Linked DNA regions of Rattus norvegicus: region 1 is linked to region 2. The links are chromatin contacts, called in public Hi-C maps. All regions are on one chromosome and are shown on one strand. Each heading gives the region's core, a stretch centred on a gene start, on an enhancer-like site or on the middle of the called end of the contact. The rest is flanking DNA. Distances are from core to core; before and after follow the strand shown.

Region 1 (6,005 bases), core at 979-3,478, 260 kb before region 2:
ATAAAGTCAGAATCAAGAATAGAATGTGTCGGGGTTGGCGATTTAGCTCAGTGGTAGAGCGCTTGCCTAGGAAGCGCAAGGCCCTGGGTTCGGTCCCCAGCTCCGAAAAAAAAGAAAAAAAAAAAAGAATAGAATGTGTCCGTCCCTCATAGAATGTTAGGTAAAGGCTGCCTAATAAGGAATACAATGTGCTTTCTTTTTTTTTTAAGATTTATTTATTTATTATATATAAGTACACTGTAGCTGTCTTCAGATACACCAGAAGAGGGCATTGGATCTCTTTACAGATGGTTGTGAGCCGCCATGGGGTTGGTGGGATTTGAACTCAGGACCTCTGGAAGAGCAGTCGGTGCTCTAACCACTGAGCCATCTCTCCAGCCTCCTATTTGATGTTTTTGAGGCAGAGTTTCTCTGTGTAGCTTTGGCTGTCACTTTGTAGACCAAGCTGGCCGGCCTCAAGCTCAAAGAGATGATATGCTGGGTATTAAAGTTGTCAAATTTGGACTTTTTTTTTTTTTTTGAGACAGGATCTCACGTTGTTAAAGCTGCCTTTTAACTCCTTTCGTAGCCCAGGCTAGCCACAATCCCAAGAGCCTCATGACTCTGCCATGCAGGAGCTGGGATTACTGACATACACCATCGTGCTTGGTTCCTGCACCTTTATGTGTACAATTCTCTTGCTTAGAATGTTCTTCCTAAACTATCTATACATCCTTCAGCATTCACTCCCTCAGCACACAGGCATTGGGATTAAAAGCCAACAAGGCCATGGGTGCCATTTTCATTCAAACCACCACCAATAGAAAGAACTATGTATCTGCTAAGAACAATCTGATCCTGCAAGTGGGGAAGTTCTGGAAAACTCCACCCGTGGAAATTCGAGGAAGTGCCCTGGGTAGGGGGAAGCAGGATGATGTCATTGTTTACTTAAAGAAAGAACTGGATATAACCTGGGACTGCGGCTCAGTTGGCAGAGTGTTATCCAGCGTGCATGAAGCCCTGGGCTTGACCACTTGCACTGAATCAAACTGGGCAAGGTGGCACACACCGTGCAGAACACTTGGGTGGAGGGATAGAAACAGAAGAATCAGGAGTTGAAGGTCAGCGCTGCCTGCAAGGCCAACCTGGGCTAAATAGGAATCTGTCTCAAAATAACAACAACAATCAAACAAACAAACAAAAAACTTTAGCCAACCATTGTATTTGACTTTTCCGTTCCAAGGTATGCGGTCTACCTCAGAGCTACATCCCCAGTACGACTTTGGATCTAAAGTTCCTTATCTCTTAGATCCTTGATTGTGGTCCCGGCTTAATCAGCTCTCATTGAATTTTACCTACTTAATTTTCTGTTCCCTTTATTTTTATCGGGATGGGAAATGCATCTGTGTGAAAATGGGGGTCAGAAGACGATTTTGTGGAGTCTGTTTTTCTCCTTCTACATCTGCATGGCCTCTGGGGATCAAATTCAGGCCCTAAGGTTTGTACAGCAAACGCTTTATTCACTGGCCTATCTCGCTGGTCCAAATATTGCTCATGTTCAGGAAATGGGAATAAGAATACTTCTATTATCATTGATGTTTGCCTTCACTCGGCAAGTAGGCTTTTGGGAAAGGCTCGTTTGTTGTTCAAGGCCTTGCTGCTTTGGGGAGAGATCAATCCTCATCCATTTAGATTACAGACCGAGAACGATGCAAGAAGGCTGGGTAACTATACTCCAGTCCTCTCTCTGTCCAGAGTAAGATTCACAGTAGCCTTGGAAAGCACTGCATCTGTTCAGCCGTCGCCATGACAACATCAGCCTGTGCTCCGGTCCATCGACGGAAGTGGGCGGTGTCTAGAGAGCAGATCGCCTAGGTGGCCGCGCGTGCCTGGGTCGTGTGCAGCCCTGAGGAGTCCTCCAGTGCCAAGCAAGCACTGCTTCCTCTGTCCACACGGGGGCGACGCAGAGCTGAGCTCCGCGCGTGCGTGGGAGCCAATGACCGTGCAGGGTCCTCTGGGCCCGAAACTGGAAACTGGAAACCCTCCAAGCGTCTGATCTGACGTCGTCCACGACACGCGACAGCCTTTCCCAGGATCGCCCAGCTCAAGTTCGGATCTGTCCCGACCCTCACTACCCTCCTCACTCCGACAGGGACCAAACTCGAGCTTCCCAGGGATGGGCCTTACGTGCCGCCCGACAGTCCCAGGAGGCCCAGGGAGCACGCGCACGCACGTGTGTGGGCGGGGCTTCGCGCTGGGACTGCCTCTCGGAGGCGGGGCTAGAGCCTGGGTAGCGCGCGGGGTGATGGGAGCAGGAGCCACGCGGAAGCCTCGCGGCCACCGGGCTGGTTTGCTGGGTACCACGTGGCTTGGTGGGTTTGGGTACTCAATGTTGGCTCTAGGGTTATCTCAGATTTAGGCACCAGTCATACGACGTGTCTGAACGCGGGGTCGGGGAGGACAAAACTGGGCAGCCCTAGGACCCAGTCTGAGACTAGTTAGTCGGGGCTCTTGGTGTGTCATCCACCCTTTAACATTCCAGCCACTGCCCAGGCTTGTCACTTGGCGGCACCCTCCCACCACGCACAGCAGGATATGCCCTTCTCAGAGCTCAGCCAAGCAGAGAGGCTTATGAGCTTCAGTTTCAACGAGATTAGGGAGCCAAGTCATGGTGGCTCATACCTGTTATTCCTGGGGCTGGAAAGTCACCGGGAGTTGGAGCCCAGCCCTGGCTGCATAGTGAGTTCCAGGCTTTTTTTTTTTTTTTTTTTTTTGGTTCTTTTTTTCGGAGCTGGGGACCGAACCCAGGGCCTTGCGCTTCCTGGGTAAGCGCTCTACCACTGAGCTAAATCCCCAGCCCCAAGTTCCAGGCTTTTTAACTACAAAGTGAGACCCTGTGTCAAAGAATTTAAAAACAAGACAAACGAACAAACACACAAAAAACCCGGAACAAACCAAACATCAAAAACCTAAAACAAACGAGCTAGAGCGATAGAGTAGGTGTTCTTTCTGGCCCTGTGTGTGGCTCCGGGTCCAGCAGTTTCTCTACAGGGAGGACTGGGGGGCGGGGGGGCAACCTCAGCAATTGACACTGGATGCTTTCTTACTTAACTGAAGTGTTCCAGGGATTGGAGGGAAATGTAATATGCCCTTCTCTTTCTGTTTTCCGGGGGTTCAGCATGAACATACCAATAAATCCTGCCCGGTCTCTGGTCTCTCTCTCTCTCTCTCTCTCTCTCTCTCTCTCTCTCTCTCAATTTGAGGCCCTGGCACAGTGAAAGTAAGTTTAAAAAAATTTAAAATGTAATTCTAATTCATAAATCTTTTTAAAATTAACCTTACAAAAACCCAATTTAAGCTGGGCATAGTGGCACAAGCCTTTAATCTCAGTACTTGGCGAGGCAGAGGCAGGCAGAGCTCTGAGTTCAGCTCGGTCATCTCGGTCTCCATAGCGCTCAGAGAAAAAAATGTCCTAAAGAAGAAAAAAGATGGGGCTGGGGATTTAGCTCAGTGGTAGAGCGCTTACCTAGGAAGCGCAAGGCCCTGGGTTCAGTCCCCAGCTCCGAAAAAAAGAACCAAAAAAAAAAAAAAAAAAGAAGAAAAAATATGAGGACTTTCACATTTTGTTTTGAGACAGAATTTCTCACTTTGTAGACCAGGCTAGCCTTGAATTCAGATTTGCATGCCTCTTCCTTCTGAGTGTTGGGATTAAAGCCATGAACCGTCATGTAGAACCGTCATGTAAAAGTCCTCATCCTTTTACTGACATAAGGGCAGTATTTTTGTGTTTACATGCTTAAGAGATCGTACATAGATAAACAAAGAGGTCACATGCCTATGGTTTGCTCAATGTATACTGTCCTGTATTTGTGTCAATACAAAATAAATATCATTATTATTATTATTATTATTATTATTATTATTATTTAGAGAGTCGATATTTCCAGAAAAACAGGTTTAGAGAGGATATTGATAGGAACCAAGAAATTCATCAAGATTGAGTTTTCTTTGTTATCTGTTCTCCTCCAGCCTGCATTTTCTTGTTTGTTTACTTGGTTCTGGTTTGGTTGCTAGGGTCTCACCAAGTAGCCCTGGCTGGCCTGGAACTCACTCTTCAGACCAGGCTGGCCCCAGCAAACTCACAAAGATCCTCCAGCTCCTATTTCCCTAGTGCTAGTTTCGGTGAAAGTGTTTGCCACCACACTGGAACAGTTGGTTTTGTCTTAGTTCGTTGAGGCAGAGTCTGTATGACCCAAACAAGTCTGGAACTGGCAAGGTAACCCAAGCTGGCCCTCAGCTTCTAGGAGTCCTCCTGCCTCAGTCTCCCAAGTGCTGAGAATACAAATGTGAGCCACATTGCTGTGAACACATTGTCCTGTAAACTCTACTGAACAGGGTGCTTAATGCTAAGTAATTCATGCAATGGGGATCCCGGGTCTGGACAAAGTTCTCCAGGGAGGGTTTCTTGCTAGGGTCACACAGGACAGAATGGCACAGCCCCAAACTGGGCCCGACTTTATCTGATCCCATGCGTCCGTTGATTTCTTCCTGTTAGCTTCCTGCTGACTTCCTTCCAATCTTTATTTCTGTGCAACCTGGCAAAAATATTTACATGTAAATATTCATGGTTTCTCCTCCTCCAGCCTTGGTTCCGAGCATATTGTGCCGATTACCGAGGGATGGGGCAGAGGGAAGCACAAGCCTGCTGTGTTCTGCAGGGATTCCTCCCAGGCCCACTCAGGGAAAGCCGCTGGCAGAGAAGTGGGTTGGCAGAGCCGGGCGGGGGGGGGGGCGGGGGGGTGTCAGCGATATGGAGGAGGAAGAGCAAGCAGGCCATTCTGGAGCTGCGCTGGCAGCTTGGGACTTGGAGGAAGACTTCGGACTCTGAGCTGCTGTCTACTGCGAGATACCCTGGCTAATACGTCAGCCCTGCACACTCCACCCCACTCAGTTCCGGCTTTTGCCTCCTGTCTGTGCCTTTTGAGCTTCCATGGGTTACAAGGAGAAGAAAAAAGTCTGCCTTATTTAGACACGTGAACTGTGTACTCGTTCTCTAAAGATTTACTTTTTTATTTTGGTGTATATGAGTGTTTGCCACATGCATGTATGTTGTGCTCTTGCCAGGTGTGCAAGGTGAGAAAAGGGTGTCGAGTACTCTGAAATGAGTTACCGACAGTTGTGAACCACCACGTACACACCCGTAAACACACCCACTCACCTACACACACACTCACACACTCACCTACACACACACTCACACATGCACACATACCCACTCACCTATACACACACTCACACACACACACTCACCTACACACACTCACCTACACACACATGCACACACACTCACACACTCACCTACACACACACACTCACACACTCACATGCACACACACAGACACACCCACTCACACACACCCACTCACCTACACAGACACACACCCACTCTCCTACACACACACACACACACACACTCATTCTGCACACACACCTATGAACACACATAAATAATAAATAAATGTAGTTATTTTTAGAAGAAGAAAGGAAAGACTGTGCTGGAGCCAGGCATCGTGGTGAATGTTTGTACTTGGGAGATGGCAGCAGGAGGATCTGGAGTTCAAAGCCGTCTATGGCGGCACAGCAATGATCTGTCCGCACGCACCCCTCCCCAAGCCCCAAAATACACACAAAACAGAAACCCACAAAGAAGCTTGCTGCTTTGCGGGTTTCTCAGCCTTGTGGTCAGGGGGACTCTTCCTGCCCTCTTGCTTCAATTGCAGAAATGCAGAACTTCTCTTTCTTGATCCGTCTGTGTTGGTTTTGTTTTCTTTTGTTTTTGTAACCTTCCTTTATTTTATTTATTTATTTTTAAGACAGGGTCTCTCTGTGTAGCCCTTAGTGTCCTAGAACTCACTGTGTAGACCAGGCTGGCCTCCAACTCACAGAGATCCGCCTGCCTCTGCTGGGATCAAAGGTGTGCACCTCCACTGCCTGGCTTCTAATTTCCTTTTTTATTCTTAAAATCC
Region 2 (6,043 bases), core at 1,748-4,247:
AGACTGGTGTCCTCCAATCCTAGCACTCAGGAGGCTAAAGTGGACTGATGAGTGGCGGGCTAACCTGGGCTACACAATGAGGACTCCTCCCGCCCACTGTGGTTTTTGTTTTTTTGTTTTTTGTTTTTTTTGTTCTTTTTTTCGGAGCTGGGGACCGAACCCAGGGCCTTGCGCTTCCTAGGTAAGCGCTCTACCACTGAGCTAAATCCCCAGCCCCCAGTAATTTTTTTAAAAAGGGTTTTGGGTTCAATCCCCAAGAAGAAGAAAGGAGGGTGGGAGGAAGAAGGAGAGAAAAGAGAGTAAAGGAGACTGAACTCAGGTGTTGGGAATGAAGGTGAAGGTAAGCTTCCGCCATAATATAACTTCCCAAAATTCAGTGGTTCATTTATAACAAGGCCTTTTTTGAGACAGGATCTACTTTGTAGCCCTCTCTGGCCTAGAACTCAGTATGTAGACCAGGCTGGCCCAGAACTCACAGAGCTCTTCTTGATTATTCTGTCTCCCTGCTAGGATCATAGCAGTGAGCCACTTGAACTACCACACTCCCCCCCTCTCCCCTCCCCCTCTCTCCCCTCCCCCTCTCCCCTCCCCCCTCTCTCCTCCCCCTCTCCCCCCTTCCACTCTCCCCTCCCCTTCCATCCCTCTCCCTCTCCCCTCCTCCCCCTTCCCCTCTCCCCTCCCCTTCTATCCCTCTCCCCTCCCCCTCCCCCTCCACTCCTCTCCCTCTCCCCTCCCCCTCCCTTCCTCTCTCTACCTGCAAACACACACACACACACACACACACACACACACACACACACACACAGAAAGAGGGGGGAGAGAGAGTTTCTAGGAATTGGCTCTCTTCTAATACCATTAGATCCCAGGGATCAAAAGCGTGTCATGAGGTTAGCGGCAAAAAGGATCTCTTGCCCTACTGAGCCATCTCTCCAACCCAGAAGTTTCTATCTCGTTACCATTGTAGGTACAGTGCAGGTTTGAGAACGGGGACCTATCCTGTCAAGACCTGGGGAGGCCATACCTTGTTTCCTGAGTGACTTAGCCCTGCCTGGCTTCCCAGACTCCTGTACTTGCTGAGGAACAAGGAGGGGTCAGGTCAGCCCAGAGGACATTCCGTTGAGCAGGCCTGTCATGTGGCCACACTTGCAGCAAGGGAGGGGAAAGAGGTAATCATAAGTAATTTCTTCCTTTAACCATGTTCCAAATATTGCACAGGACATAACTTACACTGAGAAATTCTCGGTTGTTTATCTGAAATTCAAATCCTGCACTTTTACTAGCTAAACCTGGCAGTCCCTATGAGGAAGTAAAGCTTGGCCCAGCGCTCAGGAAGAAGTCTCAGATCCTTGTATGTCAGTGTCTTTCTGAGCCAAATACCTGTTTTTCCTTACAGAATACATTCACCCCGAGTCCCGTGTCGACATAGTATTAAGCACGAAGTCCCTCTTCAGAGGCAGTTACTGGTGGCATTGACGCATTAAACAAATTGTCCACCCTTCACAAATACACCCAGTGCCCGTGGGTGGAGCAAGAAAGGGTGAAGTTGGGTCAGATTTCCATTCAGAAAAGGGAAGCAAGGAAAGGTGGGGCTTCTGGTCAAAACCTCCTTAATCCTCACTGCCAGGGCAGAGCAAAAACTGTTCCTGGGACCAGATTGATCAGACCTGGATTTCCTATTGGAAGGAGTCCTTGGCCACTGTCTGTTTGGTCTCCCCTCCTTGTACACAGGATTCTGGAAGTTATTCCTTGACAACTCTCCTCATAAGCACCTTGGACATGGGACTGAGGAGTAGGGACTCCTTGGGAAATGCCCAACTTTTGCCAGTGGTGTCCTATATGAGGCTCAACTGTTAATTTTAAGGTTCAGTCACTTGGAGGCTGTGTGGGGAACGAGGTTAAAATTTGCTTTTTGGGGTTGGGGATTTGGCTCAGTGGTAGAGCGCTTGCCTAGCAAGCGCAAGGCCCTGGGTTCAGTCCCCAGCTCCAAAAAGAAGAATAGAAAAAAAAAATTTGCTTTTTAGGGCCGGCAAGATGGCTCAGTGGCCACTTGCAGCCAAGCCTGCTGACTTGAGTTTGGTCCCCAGAGCCCACATGATGGAAGGAGAAACCCAAGTCCCGTAAACTGTCCTCCAACTGCCACATAGGCACAAATGGGAAAGGACACAGATGCAGGTACACAATAAATAATCAAATACAATTTTTAAAATATTGCTTATTTCATGCATATGAGTACACTGTCGCTGTCTTCAGACACACCAGAGAGGGCATCAGACTCAGATCCCATTACAGATGGTTGTGAGCCACCATGTGGTTGCTGGGAATTGAACTCAGGACCTCTGGAAGAGCAGTCAGTGCTCTTAACCGCTGAGCCATCTCTCCAGCCCCATTAAATGTAATCTTTGTTTGCAAATATATATTAATATGCATTAATATATATTAACATATATATTCTTTTACATTTTAATTATATGAGTATTTTGCCTGCAGTGCATCATAGGCATGCAAGTGCCCAGAGAGGCCAGACGAGGGCGTTGATCCCCTGAGACTGGAGTTATACACAGCAGTAGTAAGTCACCTTGTAGGTGCTGGGAATTGAACCTCTGCCCGCATGAAGAGCCAATTGTCCAACTCCATATGCATCTTTTTTTTTTTTTTTTGGTTCTTTTTTTCGGAGCTGGGGACCGAACCCAGGGCCTTGCGCTTCCTAGGTAAGCGCTCTACCACTGAGCTAAATCCCCAGCCCCTCCATATGCATCTTATAAATACATCTCTGCTGCTAATTACTGGTTTTTTGTTGTTGTGTTGTTTTGTTTTTGTTTTTTTAGCTCTATGCTCCAAAATCTTTTCCCCATCCTCTTTCTCTTTCCCAGATATGAGACAGATACTGGTGGTGCGCTGCGCAGAAAATCTTGTAACTGCTGCCGGGAGCCTCAGTGTTAGGCTCTGCCAACAAAGGCCACGAGAGGGCGACAGTGAGCCCAGAGGAAGAAGGGAGGAATTTGCTCCTTCAACCGGCTTCCTGTTCCCGTGAGGGCCAGCGTCCTAAACACTCGGCTCCTGTAGCTGCAGGTCCTTCCCGCCCTTGCTGTAGCATGAACTTTTGGAAGTGTGATTCCCCAGCGACAGTCGCAGAAGCAGCTCCGTAGCATCCCACCCGGAGATACCAGCAACTAGCTAGTCTGTGTCCCCTGCAAGTGCAGAGACAAGAAGCAGGAAGCAAGAGCACACCACATGTTTCCAATGTCCGAAGGGCTCTGTCCAGCCCGGGCAGGTGTCCCGGGTTTAGAAACGCCAAACTCTTGGCTTTACTCTCTGGTCTAAACGCCAAACTCTTGGCTTTACTCTCTGGTCTAAACAGTATAGATGCTTCCTGCTTGCTCGTGTCTTTTTAATTGTGGGGGGATTTATTTGTGTGTGTGTGTGTGTGCGCGCGCGCACACACACACACACACACACACACACACACACACACACAAAACAAGCTGGACTCAAACTCGGAGATCCATCTGTTTATGGCTCCCAGTGCCGGGATTAAAGGTGTGTGTCACTATGCCCGGGTTGAAGAAAGAACTATTTTTTTTAAAAAACCAACGTTATTTGGAATCACCAGGATATAGTCACAATTAAAGAGAGGCTACCCAGTTTCATTAAAGGAGAGTGCCATCACCTTCCAGCGACCTTGAAATTCTGACCCTCTGGCCTCCACCTCCCAAATTCTGGGACGGCAGGTGTGTGCCATCACAACTGAACCAAGGCAAGCACTGTACCAACTGAGCAGTGTTCTTGGCTCTCCTAAAGAGTTCGCCACCATTACCCAACTCTGTAGTTCTCAGGTACAGTTATTACTACCATTAGTAGTAGTATTCTTTTAGACAGGATCTCACTATGTATCCTTGGCTAGCATGGAACTCACTGTATAGACCAGGCTGGCCTCAAAGTCACAGAGATCTACATGCCTCTGCCTCCCAAAGTGTTGCGACTTTAGGTGTGGGCCACCATACCTGGCTTATAGTTAACAATTTTGAACTTAATCAGTTGCTATAGTACATTGGCTCTGTAAACTACTGAGACCCCAGTGGCTGTGAAAATGGATTTTAGAAAGGGTCTCGGGGAGACAGATGAGGTTCAGCCTGGCTGGACTCTGAACACACTAAGATCCGTTCCAGCGCAGCGTTCGGTGCTCTCCGTTCCTGCCGCACAAGTAACCAAATGTCAGCTCTGCTTATTTGTGACAAGGTGCCAACGGAAGCTTGTGTGTTGTCCTTGGCAGTGATGACAACTGTAAGCACTGAGGACAGGCCTCTGAGGCGTCTGAATCCTTACAGGAAAAAAAAAAAAGCCAGGAACAGTGACAACACTTGTCGGTAAGCTTGGCATTCAAAGCCTACCTGGACTACACAGAGCATAGCTCAAAAAGACAGAAAAAGAGAGACAGACAGACAAGCAGCTCAGGTCCTTCAATGCAAACCATGGTCAGAGAGCAGCAGAGTTCCCACTAGAGGCACACGTGCATCTTTTTCCCTCCTCCCCTCCCTCTATTTTTGATTTTTGGGTTTCTTTTTTGTTTGTTTGGTTGGTTACTTTGTTTTATTTTTTTAATATTTTTAAAGATGTATTTATTTTAGCTATATGAGTGAGTACACTGTCGCTGTCTTCAGACACAGCAGAAGAGGGCATCAGATCCCATTACAGATGGTTGTGAGCCACCATGTGGTTGCTGGGATTTGAACTCAGGACCTCTGGAAGAGCAGTCAGTGCTCTTAACCGCTGAGCCATCTCTCCAGCCCAACTTTGTTTTATTTTAAGATGAGATCTCACGGGGTTGGGGATTTAGCTCAGTGGTAGAGCGCTTGCCTAGCAAGCGTAAGGCCCTGGGTTTGGTCCCCAGCTCCGGAAAAAAAAAAAAAGATGAGATCTCACTATATGTCTCTTGTCTCTTGCAGGCCTGGGATTTGCCAGATAGACCAAACTTACAACCGTTCCCTGGCTTCAGACTTGCAGCAGGGGCTGGAGGGATGGCTCAATGGTTAAGGGTACGTGTTGCTCTTGCAGAGAACTGCGGTTCAGTTTCCTTTTAATTTTTTTTTTCTTTTCTTTTTTTCTTTTTTTTTTTCTGGAGCTGGGGACCGAACCCAGGGCCTTGCGCTTCCTAGGTAAGCGCTCTACCACTGAGCTAAATCCCCAGCCCCTGCGGTTCAGTTTCCAGCATTCACAGATGACTTAAATTTACTTGTAACTCCAGTTCCAGGGGATCTTCTGACCCCTGTGGGCATTAGGGATACATGTGACTACATGTGACTCATATACATAAATGTAGACAAAACACTCACACACATAAAGTCAATATTAAAACTGTCTACAGAAGCATGGAAGGAATTGTAATTTATTTGTGTGTGTATGTGTGTGTATGTGCATATGTGTGTGTATGTGTACAAATGTGTATGTATGTGTGTATGTGTGTGTGCATGTATGTGTGCATGTGTGTGCGCAAGTGTGTGTGCATGTGTGTTCGCAAGTGTGTGTGCATGTATGTGTGTGTGCCTCTGTGTGTGCATGTGTGTGCGCAAGTGTGTGTGCATGTATGTGTGTGTGTGTGTGTGTGTGTGTGCCATTGAAGGTACATGTGGTGGGTGAAAGGCAGCCCTGCTATCATATGGGTCTTGGGCATCAATCTTGGCCTCAAATGCCTTTGCCTGCTAAGCTATCTCTCTGGCCCTGATGAAAATATTTTTTTTAAAGATTTATTCATTTACTATATATAAGTACACTGTTGCTGTCTTCAGACACACCAGAAGAGGGCATCCAATCTCATTACAGATGGTTGTGAGCCACTATGTGGTTGCTGGGAATTGAACTCACGACCTCTGGAAGAGCAGTACGTGTTCTTAACTGATGAGCCATCTCTCCAGCCTGGAAAACATTTTTAATAAGTTTGATATTCGTTAATAAGGATAGTTCAGCAGTTCTCAACCTGTGATTGGATCATGACCCTTTTGGAGGTCACATGACCCTTTTATAGGAGTTGCATGTTAGATATCCTGCA

What was found. Hi-C and Micro-C count contacts between places; a contact is called where the count stands out from the background.
Region 1: a contact with region 2 is called in a Hi-C map of Schwann cells, with 2.9 times the contacts expected there. The contact joins two enhancer-like sites. A contact is called at or near these places in 2 of 12 Hi-C or Micro-C datasets (Schwann cells and mammary epithelial cells).

What each region holds. Positions count from the first base shown.
Region 1 is chr5:151,421,429-151,427,433 of GRCr8, reverse strand. No RefSeq gene overlaps it. Among named protein-coding and RNA genes, the nearest start is that of Rps6ka1, 22 kb to the right of the region's middle. Within about 2 kb of position 2,228, at least 44 of the 93 cell types and tissues checked have an H3K27ac peak or open chromatin away from gene starts, as enhancers often do. A contact at or near this core is called in Schwann cells, where this site is marked.
Region 2 is chr5:151,160,620-151,166,662 of GRCr8, reverse strand. No RefSeq gene overlaps it. Among named protein-coding and RNA genes, the nearest start is that of Zdhhc18, 20 kb to the right of the region's middle. Within about 2 kb of position 2,997, at least 11 of the 93 cell types and tissues checked have an H3K27ac peak or open chromatin away from gene starts, as enhancers often do. A contact at or near this core is called in Schwann cells, where this site is marked.